Regions from separate parts of the Sus scrofa genome. Here region 2 is linked to region 1. Evidence: chromatin contacts called from public HiChIP or PLAC-seq data. All regions are on one chromosome and are shown on one strand. Each heading gives the region's core, a stretch centred on a gene start, on an enhancer-like site or on the middle of the called end of the contact. The rest is flanking DNA. Distances are from core to core; before and after follow the strand shown. Region 1 overlaps LITAF (lipopolysaccharide-induced tumor necrosis factor-alpha factor). Region 2 overlaps LOC102157603.

What was found. HiChIP or PLAC-seq counts read pairs in DNA pulled down with a chosen protein or histone mark.
Region 2: an H3K27ac HiChIP or PLAC-seq map of alveolar macrophages shows a contact between it and region 1. The contact joins two enhancer-like sites. A contact is called at or near these places in 2 of 2 datasets of contacts at active chromatin or transcription factors (alveolar macrophages and skeletal muscle).

Annotation. Positions count from the first base shown.
Region 1 is chr3:31,561,447-31,567,533 of Sscrofa11.1, forward strand. LITAF (lipopolysaccharide-induced tumor necrosis factor-alpha factor) reads left to right here. Exons shown (of 4, transcript XM_021086604.1): 2 at 4,475-4,699. The coding sequence starts at 4,480. Among named protein-coding and RNA genes, the nearest start is that of LITAF, 82 kb to the left of the region's middle. Within about 2 kb of position 2,100, at least 39 of the 83 cell types and tissues checked have an H3K27ac peak or open chromatin away from gene starts, as enhancers often do. A contact at or near this core is called in alveolar macrophages, where this site is marked.
Region 2 is chr3:31,741,374-31,748,212 of Sscrofa11.1, forward strand. LOC102157603 reads left to right here. Exons shown (of 53, transcript XM_021086611.1): 32 at 217-298; 33 at 2,856-2,993; 34 at 4,898-5,072. Among named protein-coding and RNA genes, the nearest start is that of RMI2, 70 kb to the right of the region's middle. Within about 2 kb of position 2,573, at least 3 of the 83 cell types and tissues checked have an H3K27ac peak or open chromatin away from gene starts, as enhancers often do. A contact at or near this core is called in alveolar macrophages, where this site is marked.

The DNA.
Region 1 (6,087 bases), core at 850-3,349:
TTCTTTTCTGTGGCGGCAGGTGGCAGGTGGATAGAGAATCCTCTTCAATGGGTCCTTTTATTTATTTGGTTTTTTTTTTTTTTTGAGATTGCAGTTTTCTTTTTATTTATTTATTTATTTACTAACGGATAGATTATTATTTTTTACTAATGAGTTTTATTACATTTATAGGTGTACAGCAATCATCACAACCAAATTTTGCAGCATGTCCTGGGAGTTCCTGTCGTGGCTCAGTGGTTAACGAATCCGACTAGGAACCACGGGGTTGCGGGTTCGATCCCTGGCCTTGCTCAGTGGGTTAAGGATCCGTCGTTGACGTGAGCTGTGGTGTAGGTTGCAGATGCGGCTTGGATCCCGCGTTGCTGTGGCTGTGGCGTAGGCCAGTGGCTAGCTCCTATTCAACCCCTAGCCTGGGAACCTTCATGTGCCGAGGGAGCGGCCCAAGAAATGGCAAAAAGACAGAAAACAAAAACAAAAACAAATTTTACCGCATGTCCTTTAAATTTTTTTTTCTGATAAGTACCTTAGATCAAATTTTTTTCTGTTAAGTACCTTAGAGAAATTTTAAATTTTTTAGCATTTTTTATTATTATAATGATCATCACACCCCAATGTCTCCTTTTAAATGGACAGTCGAGAAAAGTCACTCTCAGGGCCTAATAACAAAGTTAAAAACAACGAGGGATGGGGGAGGGAGACCGCCCCCTTGTGTGTTCTTTTATTCCCCCCACGGAGCTCCCTGTAACGATGGCAGCCAGGGCTCTGCAGAGCCCGCCCCAAGCACCCAAGATTCTCAAGGCTGTGCTTTCTGTGGCAAAACTGCGGCTTGGCTGTTCTGTTAAACTCAGAGATGCTGTCCTGTGGTTTCCAGGGTGTCCCAGAAAAAGGGACACAAGTCTTATTAGATGGGATCTTGCACACAGGTGGCCTGCTCTTGAGTGATGCAGATGCGTGATGCAGATGGAAAATGAGCGATGGAGAGAGAGAGAGAGAGAGAGAGAGAGAGAGAGAGAGAGAGAGAGAGAGAGAGAGAGAAAGAGTGTGTGTGTGTGTGTGTCTGTGCCTGTGTGTTTGTGTCCGAATTCGGGCTGTTCTTAAGAGTTTCACGTGGCAGGAGTGAGGGGTGGGTGGAAGCCATTTGAACAGATCCTTTCGGAAAGGGTGGCTGGGTGGGCCTCCTGCCCCTGGGGGAACCAAATTAAAAAGAAATGAGGGGGGGAGGGAAAAAAAAAAGAAATGGGCTGACTGAAGTGGCATTTCCGGGCCTGGGGCCTGGGGGAGGGCAGGCTGTGGAATTTATTTAGAAAGCTTGCAAAGCAGCTGGTTATATATATTTTTTTCCTCTCTCTCTCTTTTTTCAAACCTTTCCCGCTTGTTGCTCATGTTCTTTTCAGCGTTATGAGCATGTTTATGGGGCTGTTTGATCCACAAGCAATGTTCCCAAAAGGCAGTGTCCTGAAGTTCCAGAACACAGGATGTGAGCCCAAGAAAGTTGATGATGGTCCATAAAACGGGGGTGGGGTGTTAATTTCCTTCCAGAACCAGAAGCTCAGACCCTTCCTTCCTTCTAGATGTCTCGGGAGGTTGCCCTCCTGACCCCCCCAGCTTCCTAACACCTGTGCATTAGTTCTCAGCAACACAGCCTCTGGCTGGGTTCCTTCCCTTTTGCGGGAAAGGGCCAATGGTTTGACCCAAACTATCTGCAGAATGTTGGGTGCCCCAAGCCCCTCTCTTTTGCCTCCCAAAGCCCTCCCTTCGCAACCACGGCAAACTGCTCTTTGAGGCTTTCTGGCCGCCCGACACTTTTTGCTCTTCTGTTTTTTTTTTTTTTTTTTTTTCCTGTGACTCAGTTTTCATCATACATCGTGGCAGCAGCTCTGGGTCAGCCCTTCCTGAGACAGGAAGGGCCAGTGAGTCTGTGACGTTGCACTCAGAGGTCACCTGGCTGAAGTCTCCTGGGGCCCAGGCCGCAGATGGGGGTGGGGATGGAGCCCCCGCGGGCCGGGAGGGGACAACAGCCAGCCTCAGAGGGGAGCCTGGTAGGGAGGTGTCCTGGGCTGCTGTCTGCACCCTGTCTTGCCTCCTGCCTCTGCCCCTTCCTTTCCTGTTGTGTCAGAGGACACTGACACAGTCATATACCTTAACCGCGCTTCAAAGTCAGTCTCAGTTTGAAACCGTGAACCCGTGTCGCAAAGACGTCCAGGGTCTTGTTAACCCATGTGTGGTTACCCTTCTGTAGCCTGGTAATGCAGACACCCCACTCCGCCCCAACCCGCCCACACCTAGGGGCTTTGCTTCGTGTTTCTGGAACAGCTCTGCCTCGTCTTTGCTGTCCAAGGTTGGGCCTTTCCTCTTCTCTGTAACCTTCCATGGCTCCCGTTGCTCCATAGCATTGCTGTCCCGTAAAACCAGAAAGCAAGCCACACAGGCGATGTAGCACTGTCTGGTACCCACATTTTAAGAAGTAAAAACAGGCACTCCCGTTGTGGCGCGGTGGTTAACGAATCCGACTGGGAACCGTGAGATTGCGGGTTCGATCCCTGGCCTTGCTCAGTGGGTTAAGGATCCGGCGTTGCCGTGAGCTGTGGTGTAGGCCACAGACAAGGCTCAGATCCCTCGTTGCTGTGGCTGTGGTGTAGGCAGGCAGCTATAGCTCCAATTTGACCCCTAGCCTGGGAACCTCCATTTGCCACAGGTGTGGCCCTAAAAAGCAATAATAAAAATAGTAATAGTAATAATAATAATAATAAATTACTTAAATATAATTGAACAATTCAGATCCTCTGTCCATTCCAAGTGCTCAGCAGTCTCGTGGGGCTGCCGGTGACCATATTGGACAGCCCAGACTATCCTTCTGGAAGGTTCCATCAGACAACACAGGCTTACAGAATGAGGTCCGAACATCTCTGAGGGGCTTTTGAAATTTTCAAGCACCCAGCCCCAAGCTATCTAGCATTATTGATTGGTTTTGTTTTTTGCAGATTGATTTTCCTGTGCCTGTCTTTGCCCTGGAAAGCCCCTTCATCTCTTTCCATAGAGGAATCTCCTCTTTGAGGCCGGGCTGGAAGGCTCAGCGTCCCCGCAGGACGCTCCCCTTCTCCCCACAGCAGAATGGACTGCTGCCTCCGATTCTGTGGGTTCTAGAAGAGGAGGTAGCGTGCGTGGGAAGCGGTGGCAGGCCTGTCCGACTGTGATCCACTGTCGTCAAGCCCCGTTTCTCCTGAGACAGGTTTCAGTGGATCGTCTAACACACGGCGGTAGCCCTGCCCCGTTGGAAAAACAGAACCAGACAAAGGACGGCACTGTGTCCTTCGCCAGTGGCCCAGGGGCTGCGGAGCCTGGAACCGCAGACAGGAACACACCCCGGGTCCAGGCGGTGTAATTCTAGGCAGGCACAGCTCTGCCGGGGCAAAAAAAAAAACCTTTTCTTTGCCTTCACAAAAGGACACGTGTGCCTGGCCATTCTGATTCTTATTTTTAAAAATGAGAACTAGGGAGTTCTTGCTGGGGCGCAACAGGATGGGAGGTGTCTGTGCAGCGCCAGGAGGCAGGTTCGATCCCCGGTCCGGCACAGTGGGTTCATGGAGCTGCCATTGCCGTAGCTGCGGTGGAGGTCGTGACTGCGGCTTGGATCTGATCCCGGTCTGGAAACACCACATGTTGCAGCGCGGCCATAAAAGAAAAAAGGCGGGGGGGGGGCGCTAGTTGGTGTGCATGCATCTGTTTGTGTTTACTTTTTAAAAAACCATTGATGTATATACAGAAAAGAACACATGACTTAATTGTGCAACTTGAATTTTCACAAAGTGGACATTCCTCTGTAACCACCCCCAGATGAAGAAGGAGAACATGCCTGGTCCCCCTCAGGCCCCCTTCCCGACTCTGCTTCCCGTCCTAAGACCAGCCCATTTCTTGACTTTTAGCCCCAAGATTCCTTTTACCTTTTGAGCCCCAAGTTTCTGGACATCAGATGCGCGGCATCAAACAGGACATGTTTTTGGCATCTGGCCTGTTTTGCTCCGTATTAACCGTTGTCATCGTTTGTGGTTGGCTTTTGAATGCATTTGTCTTTTACGTCCCCTGGAACACTGTTGGGCAAAACTGCAGTGGTTCATTTAAAAAAAAGAAAAGGAAAGAAAAAACACTAGCTGTGAAAGACAGGTCTTGGTTGGGTGATGGTTTTCAAGTGTGAAAAAAAACCATCTCACATTTGGCTGATGTTTGTTTCCCCTGAGGACTTGCTGATTTTTGTCATGATCTGCCTTTTACGAAAGGAATCTCTGGTTAAGGTTGTAATCCGTGGGTCCGGGAAGGATGCTAACTCCCTCGCTGGCTTTTGGCAAGGCTGGATACAAGTTGTTTCCTCCAATTTTTCTGTTTGGCAGGTAGAAACGAAAGCCAGGGTGGACAAGAGAGAGGGGAAAATAAACTGTTCATTGCATTTCTGATCTGGAATCCTCTGGCTTCGCTTTAGGTACCATGTCTGCTCCAGGAGCCTACCAGGCGGCCGCTGGGCCTTCCTCGGCACCCACCTCGCCCCCGTCCTATGAAGAGACACTGGCCGTAAACAGTTACTACCCCACGCCTCCAGCACCTGTGCCTGGGCCAACCACGGGGCTCATGACTGGCCCGGACGGAAAGGGCATGAATCCTCCTGGGTACTATACCCAGCCAGTGCCCGTCCCCAATGCCAACGCAAGTATGTACGGCCTCCCACCCCCCGTACCTCTCCTTGGCCCCCCACCCTGGGACCCCCAGAGAATCAGGGGAGCAGCGCAGGTGCTTTGCCCCAGGGTCTAAGCCAGTCAGCTCAGTGTCCCCCCACCCCCACCCCCTGGTCCTGAAATTTCACATCTGTTTTTCTTTCTGGCCATTCCCAGGCCAGGGATGGAACCCGTGCTACATGCGGTGACAACACCAGGTCCTTAACCCATTGTGTCACCAGGGAACTCCTGACATGAGCTTTAAGTCCAACATAAACCAGTCTTCTGGAACTTATTCCACAGAGGCCAGAGAAATTGGGGATGGGAGTTTGCTTTCGGGGGTCCCCACCTTCCCTGCTAAGGTTTGGAGGGAGATGCCCTGCCCCGAGGCCAGAGCTGGAGGAGGAAAGGGAGAGGAAGCTGCTATAAGTGGCAGCTGAAACCCACGCCCAACCCTCCATTAGGTGGGTGACTCCCTCGCCTTCCAGCACCTTCTTGGTGGTCTTGCCCTTGGGTACGTCCTACTGCCCCAGGTGCACCAAAGTACGTAGCTAATTCAGTGTCACATGCAGCTCCAAGAGTGGGCCCGTGAGTCAGGGCCTGCCTGGGTTCACCTTACCTCCTTGTGCCTCAGTTTCCCCATCTGTAAAATGCGGCTAATCAAGTACCTACATCCAGGGGCTCTTAAGATTCTATACGTAATCATGAGATAAGTGTGAAATAGTGTTGTCATCGTGCTCAAGTAATTTTAACCCCTTGAGATGGAAAAGGACAAGGTCATGACTTTAGATTATACTCTGATTAATAAATATTTCATTCTTGCCCACCCCCCAAAAAAACCTTACCTGTAAGTGTGAAATTCTGCTTCAATATTGCTTTTCTAGAAGGGAGAGGTCTTTCTAGGAGTATTAAGTCTGGTTAGCTTTGGGTGGTAGTTAATGCCCCCTAATACATAATAGATGGTAGAAATGGCATTTTGACAAGGTGAAAAAACCCAGAAGGTAATCTTTTGATGAGCTTTGAGCTTAAATGGCTTTTCCAGAAAACAAAAAGAACACCCTCGGCTCTTGGGGCCCTGTGATTTCCATCACCCTAGGGGCTCTTCTGATGTTTGGGAAGGTCCGCACAGGTTTTTCAGATAGTTTTCTCTTTTTATTTTTAGTTATTTTTGGGTTGCACCCGTGGTGTGTGGAAGTTCCTGGGCCAGGAATGGAACCTGAGCCATAGCAGTAACCCAAGCCACAGCAGTGGCTGAGGCATCCTTAATCCCTAGGCTATGGTCCCCCAACTTGTCGTAAAGAACGGGGCCAGAATCCCTTGGCTTGGTAAACACACGCCAGCCTTATCCTTGGGCACTGTGGTTTGTTAAGGAGCCCATGTGAAA
Region 2 (6,839 bases), core at 1,323-3,822, 180 kb after region 1:
GGCTTGCCTGATGTGCCAGGACTAGGCTGAGGCCAAGTTGGGACCCTAACCCTAACCATTGTACCGGGTGGCCCTCAGGCGCATGACTAGGCCTTCGTGGGGCTGCTGCTGCGTTCCTGGGACTCCAGCCCTCTGCTGGGGAGGCTGGCTTGCTCCTGACCCTGCCCTGGGGCCCTGCCCACAGCACCCTCAAGCCAGGCCTGTCTCTCCTTTCAGGAAAGAGCTGCAGCTGTCAGGCCAGCATCACCTCCCCATCCTCCTAGGCTGCTGCCCCAGCAGAGCCTCAGCCTCAGCCAAGGTAACGGTGTCCCGGCCGCCCCCGAGCTCCTAACTGGTTCCAGATGCCCTGCCCATGGTGGGTGGAGGCCACGCAGGCCGGCCCCGCTGGGGAGTGTTCACACATCCACATCTGTCGGCCGGCCCCGCTGGGCCACCCGCGGAAACCCCTGGCTCCAGCTTTCCCAAACAGGCCCCGGTTTACATTCCTGGCCCAGCCCCCTCAGCCCCCAGCCGGGCCCAGGAGACCCTCAGGAGCCGGGGGAGGCTTGTCTACCCAGTGCCTGGCGCCTGGCGCCGCCTCATCCTGCCTGGCACATGCCCAGTGGCCAGATCAGATCACTCAGCCTTTGAGCTGAGCCAGCATCACCTCCCAGGTGTCACATGTGTGTTCCCATGGCCTGGGGTCTCTGCGGGGCTCCCTGCCTGTCCATGAATCCCGTTTTCACCTGGAACCTGCAGGACCTCCGGCACACGTGCATCTGCCCTGAGGGTGGCATCTGGGGGTCCTCGAGTTAGCGGGGAGGGCCCGTGAGACCCCCACCCTCTGGGCTGCCACTGTTTATTTCTGTCTGCCCCTCTTCCCCCAATCAGGGTGTCCTGGAGGGTGTACCCAGGACCTGGCACAGGGCCCAGCACCTCATAGATGCTCCGTGAAGGAGAATGAATGAACAAACGGGCAGCCAACAAGTGAGCGATCACACTCCCCCATGGGTCGCTTCCTAACCCCACTCGCCGCCCCCTCCCTGGCCTGGCGCAGGCTGCCATTGTTTATAGGGCACCTATTGTGTGCCAGGCCTGTCCCCGCTCACGCATGTACAATCTCTGTGCTCCCCACATTCACGGCACCCACCATTCAGGGCACCATTTCGTTTTCCCCCGTTTTTATTTTGAATAATTTCCAACCTATAGGAAAGTTCCTGTAGGACGGTGGACATTCGTAAATCGGATTCCCTCCACCGGTTTTATCGTGATGTTTTATCCCACTGCTGCACCACAGTGGGAACTCCCAGGATCTGGTCTCTTAACTTTCAAATATACCAGACAGCAGGCTTGGCTGCAGTCATCCTGTTATCCATACATCCCGGGTATTTCTCTTATAGCACCGATTGGTAATATCTTGCCACATCTTTCCGCTTATACTTACATATGCTTATACATTTGTGTATTCGTACCCATTTTTTTTTCTGTATTGTCATGAGTTGATCCTGAGATGTTTTCGGAGATAGCATACCTCTTTATTCCTGTAACAAGGCTATTTTCTTGTGTGACCCAATAGAATTACAAAATTCAGGAAACTTAACGGGTGACATTATCAGACATATAGTTTGTAAAACATTTCCCAGTTGCCACAAGAATTCTTCTTGTGCAATAATGCCCTTTCCAGCTGTTTTGTAAGAACTGTTTTAGCCTTTACACCCAATTCCGGCTCTCTTGCAACTGTTCATCTCACCCCTGCAACGAAAAAGCAGCCACAGACAGTATTTAAATAAATGGGCCTGACTGTGTTCCAGTAACACTTTATTTGCAAGATCAGGAGGAGGGACAACTTTGGCCAGAAAGGCTGACTCCAGGAGTTCCTGTCGTGGCGCAGCGGTTAACAAATCCAACTAGGAACCATGAGGTTGCAGGTTCGATCCCTGGCCTTGCTCAGTGGGTTAAGAATCGGGCATTGCCGTGAGCTGTGGTGTAGGCCGCAGATGCGGCTCGGATTCTGCATGGCTGTGGCTGTGGTGTAGGCCAGCGGCTACAGCTCTGATTTGACTCCTGGCCTGGGAACCTCCATATGCCGCAGGTGCTGCTCTAAAAGGACAAAAAGACAACAAAACAAAACACTAGCGACTTGCCAGTGTCCAGGCAATTTTTTTTAATCACACATCTGAATTTGTCAGATTGTTTGTCTAAGACGTAATTCAAGGTGGACATTTTTCACAGGGGCATCGCAAAGTTAATGGGGCATCTGCAGAGCTTTTAAAAACACCAGTTCTAGGCCCTGTTCCAAGAGGTTCCATTTTTAAAGGTCTTAGGGTGGGGCCTAGAATCTGTATTTTTAGCAAGTGCCCTAAGTGATTTCCGCTATCCGGCCAACGTGGAAGTTAGCACATTATTTCATATAATTTTCATATCAACCCATTAATAAAGCAGGTATCCTTATCGCCATTTATCAGGTTGGAAAGGGAGGCTCGTGTAGGTAAAGAACTAGCCGGAGGTTCTTCACCCATACCTGGAAGAGCCATGTTGGATGCCATGCCCGATGCCTGTGTGTGGTCCTGGGCATTTGCCCGTCCTGCTGTCTACAGTGATCGTACAGCTAGAATTCTTGCCTGCCCGCCCAGGCCACTGGCTCTTTTCAAGTCAGTGTCATAGCGTGAAGGGCACTGGGAGATTGTTGTCATGGTCACACCTGGTCGTTGAAATGGAGATTCAGGACCCTCACATCAGCCTTTATCCCACCCAGGGAGCTGTGAGTTTGGGGGGGGCCTGGGGCTTTGGGAAGCAGAGCTTACGTAGAGCATGGAGCCAGCGTCTTCCTGAGTGTTACACCTGCAAAGATCTGACCTGCTTTTCTTCCAACCCAGCTGCGATACTCGGAGGGTGGAGCCGAGAGCACGTTTGTCTTGAGGATGGAGGAGCATCATTTCCACGTCGGCACCAGGCTCGTAGCTGCCAAGAACAGTCTTGCCAACATCATCAAGCTGGAACAGACCTTCCCCCAGGTGTGTGGAGGGGGCCAGGGCCAGGGCAGAGGGGGTGGTTCCTGGGGCAGCTCTTTGAAATAAGAGAGATTCCGGGAAGGATCCGGTGCAGGCAGGGCTGTGATGTCAGTTTCCATTTTTTGAGCATCTTCTAGGTACCAAGCCGGGAACTATTCCAGAAGCTGAGAATATTGCCTGGAACAGGCCTGATGGGTCCTTCCTCAAGTGTAGAGTATAGTGGGGAGACTGACCAAAAAATAAGAAGGAAAAAGGCCAGATGATGATATAGCCTATAGAAAAAACAGAATAGGGGATGCGAGTAGGAATTACGGAGAACTATGCAGGTGTCCAGGATAGGCCCCACTAAGGGGGAGACATTTGAACTACCCCCAATGACAGGCAAGGAAGTATCAGCCATTGGCAAGCTGGCGAAAGGGCATTCCAGGCAGAGAGAACAAGATGTGCAAAGGGCCTGGGGCAGGAATGAATTGGGTATGTTGAAGGAATGGCCACTGGGCTGGAGCACAGTGGGTAAGGGGGAGACAGTGAGCAGGAGGGGGTCCAGGCATGCAGAGCCTGTCAGGCCACAGGGAGGAGTTTGGATTTTAGTCTCTTTGAACCTGGAGGTCTTTTGAGGACGTGATCCAAATGATGCTTTTGGATTCCCTGAGCTGCTGTGTTGGGAGGGACCAGCAGGGGGCAGCAGAGACGCCAGTGAGCTGGGCGAGAATGATGGTGTCATGGACCAAGGTGGGGCGGTAGCAATGAGTTTTAGAGACATTTAAGAGCATGGGAGTTCCCTGGTAGCCTAGAGGTTAAGGATCCAGCATTGTCACTGCTGTGGCGTGGGTTCAATACCGTGCCCAGGAATTTCCGCATGCTGTGGGCACAGCCAAAAAAAAAGAGAGAGAGAGTAAACTATGCTCCTACCCACAAAAGTCCCCTACAGTGCCCTTGAGCCACCCTCCACCTGTGGCACCCACCAGCAGGGAGAGTGCCCCTTGCTGAGCCTTTGCACAGACTGTTCCTTCTGCTTAGAATGCCCTTCCTTGCTTTGTTCATCACCTACTTTCTCTGTGTTCCTTTGTTCCTTGCATATCTTTCATGGCCATTCTTGTCACCTTGTCCTACCATTTTCTGTTTCTGTGACCCTCTCTCCATCAACCTGGAGCCCCCGAAGGGCCAGGACTAGTATTGGTTATCATTGGACCCCAGTACTCAGCCCTGGTCGAGGACATAATACCTGCTCATTAAATGTTTGAGAAAGTCTACCACCCACCTCAGCAGCCCCCACATGGCACCATCCACGGGTCTAGCTCTGGGCTAAGCATGTCACACCCACTATATCACTGAAGCTGGCACTGTTATTCTTACCCCATATTAAAGATGAGTAGGAGTTCCCGTGGTGGATCAGAGGGTTTAGAACCCAACTAGTATCCATGAGGATGTGGGTTTGATCCCTGGCCTTGCTTAGTGGGCTAAGGGATCTGGTGTTGCTCTTGGAGGCAGCATAGGTCATGGGTGTGACTCAGATCCGGCATTGCTGTGGCTGTGGTGTAGATGGGTGGCTATAGCTCCAATCCAACCCCTAGCCTGGGAACCACCATATGCCATGGGTACAGCCCTTTAAAAAAAAAAAAAATGAGGAAGCTAAGGCTCAGAGAGGTTGCGAAACCAGCCCAAGGCCACACAGCTTGGAAGTGGAGCTGGGGACAGCAGTCCTCCTTGCAGGGGGCATGCTGTCTCCTGTTTGTCCCACCCTTTCCACCCTCCCCTCCCTCCCTTGCATTATCCACCCAGCCCAAGGCACTGGCAGAGCCCCGCAGACCCTCCTGCATTCCCTCTGCTGAAAGCATCTCTCTTTCCTTCTTCAGCAGCACTGTGGGCCAGGCCCCCCAGTGACCCAGTCCATCTTTCTCTTCCAGCTCAGCGCCCTTCCTGGGGAGCTAGTCCTGCAGACCTCATATGAGCAAGCCCGTGGCACCCGTGTCCTGTACCACTCGGTGCAGTGGGACGGCCAGGAGGTGGCCTTCAATGGGAGCCTCAACGGGAGCCTCTCCGGGCCTTTCCTCAAACCCACTGGGACTCTCGCCCTGCAGAGTGAGTGTCCCAGGGACCACAGCAGGGGCGGCCCCTTCACCCACTCAGAGCATCGTCACTGAGCACCCACTTATCCCAGGTGCTGTTCCAGGCACTGAGGATCCATCAGGAAATAAGACGGCCAGGTCCCCACCCTGCGGGGAGGCGGGCAGTCAGCAAGGACGTGCACCCGAGATAACATCAGGGCATCTCCAAGAGCAAGAAGGGCTATGAAAACAAGCGGGGTTTGGTTTGGGGGTGCGGGGTTCCTCCCAGTGGGGTGATCTGGGAAGGCGACATTCGAGGAGGGTGATGTTCACACTGAGCCCTGAATCACAAGAAAGCGAAGTCACGGGGAGAGCATTGCAGGCAGAGGAAGAGCAGGTGCAAAGGCCCTGGGGTGGGAAGGCGCTTTGGGGCTGGAGCAGCAGCAGGGAGGCATGTGGCTGAGTGGACTGGAGGAAGGAGCGGGGGGCTGGGGGTGGGAGGTGAAGTGGGAGAGGTGGGAGGAACCGGGTCCCGCGGGGTCTCAGGCCCTGACAAGGAGCTGGGGTTTGACCCGAGTGTGAGAAGACCAGAGGGCGGGCCCCGAGTGTGTGTGGCGTGGCAGCCCCATCATGCCCGGGAGGCTTCAGAGCCAAAGCTGACCGGCTGAAGGCTGCCAGGGGGGAGGTGAGTGCTGTTCCACGGAGCCACCCCGCAGCCGCCTCAATGATGGTACCTGGGACCCCCGAGGCCCACCAGGAAACAGTCCCCCCGCCAACGGGGGGGTATGCAGACCCCTAGACTGTCAATCTGTGTTTGAGGAGCCCCTTAACACAGAGCAGAGCCCAGCCTGCTGGCCTGCCAACCGGGAGACACAGTGCAGCCCCCGGCTGCGGAGGCTCGGCTTGCTGGGTGGCCCCAGGAAGTCCCCAGGGTCCTGGCTGCCACATGTGTGCCCTGCTAAGGGAAATAAGATCTGCAGCACGCCAAGGCAGTGTGTGTGCATGCCCGTGTGTGTGTGTGTGTGTGTGTGCGCGTGCGCGCATGTGTGCGCACACGCACACACGCGTGCTTGCTCAGGCGGCCTGTAGGTGGGCTGAGCCGCCGTGGCCCCTGCTGTGAGGTGACAGAGAAGAGGAGTGGGCAGGTCAGGGTGGAGGGAATGCGGGTTAGGGCTCTGTGGCGGGAGGGGCCCAGATGTGGCCTGGGTTCCCTAGACTCATGACCAGATGATGCTTTGAGAACCAGTTAGTGCCACTGCCTCTGGGCACAGCCTCCCCGAGTCTGTACGGGGGCAGGCAGCACCCCTTCCTGAGGACTCAGAGGGCATAAGGTGGCTGTTGTCTGCAGTGGGGTCTCAGAGGGACTCCCGCTCTGGGGGCCTACGAAGGCAGGACCAGTTTGTGGCCTCACAAGATGGGGTCAAGTGGTGCAGGGGGTCAGGGAAGTTGGACTTGGCCGTAGGGGATGGAGGATGACAGTCCAGGGCTGGGAGCCTGTCCTCTGTGAGACCTGAGCTGGTGGGAAGGGTACCACCCAAGCTGTACCCCAGGATGGAATGAGAGAGTGCCCGTTGTGGCTCAGCAAGTGAAGAACCCAATTTAGTATCCATGAGGACACATGTTCGATCCCTGGTCTCGCTCTGTGGGTTAAGGATCTGGCGTTGCCATGAGCTGCAGCATAGGTCATAGGCTCTGCTCGGATCTGGTGTTGCTGCGGCTGTGACGTATGCTGGCAGCTGCAGCTCCAATTTGACCTTTAGCCTGGGAACCTCCACATGCCATGAGCGTGGCCTGAAAAAGA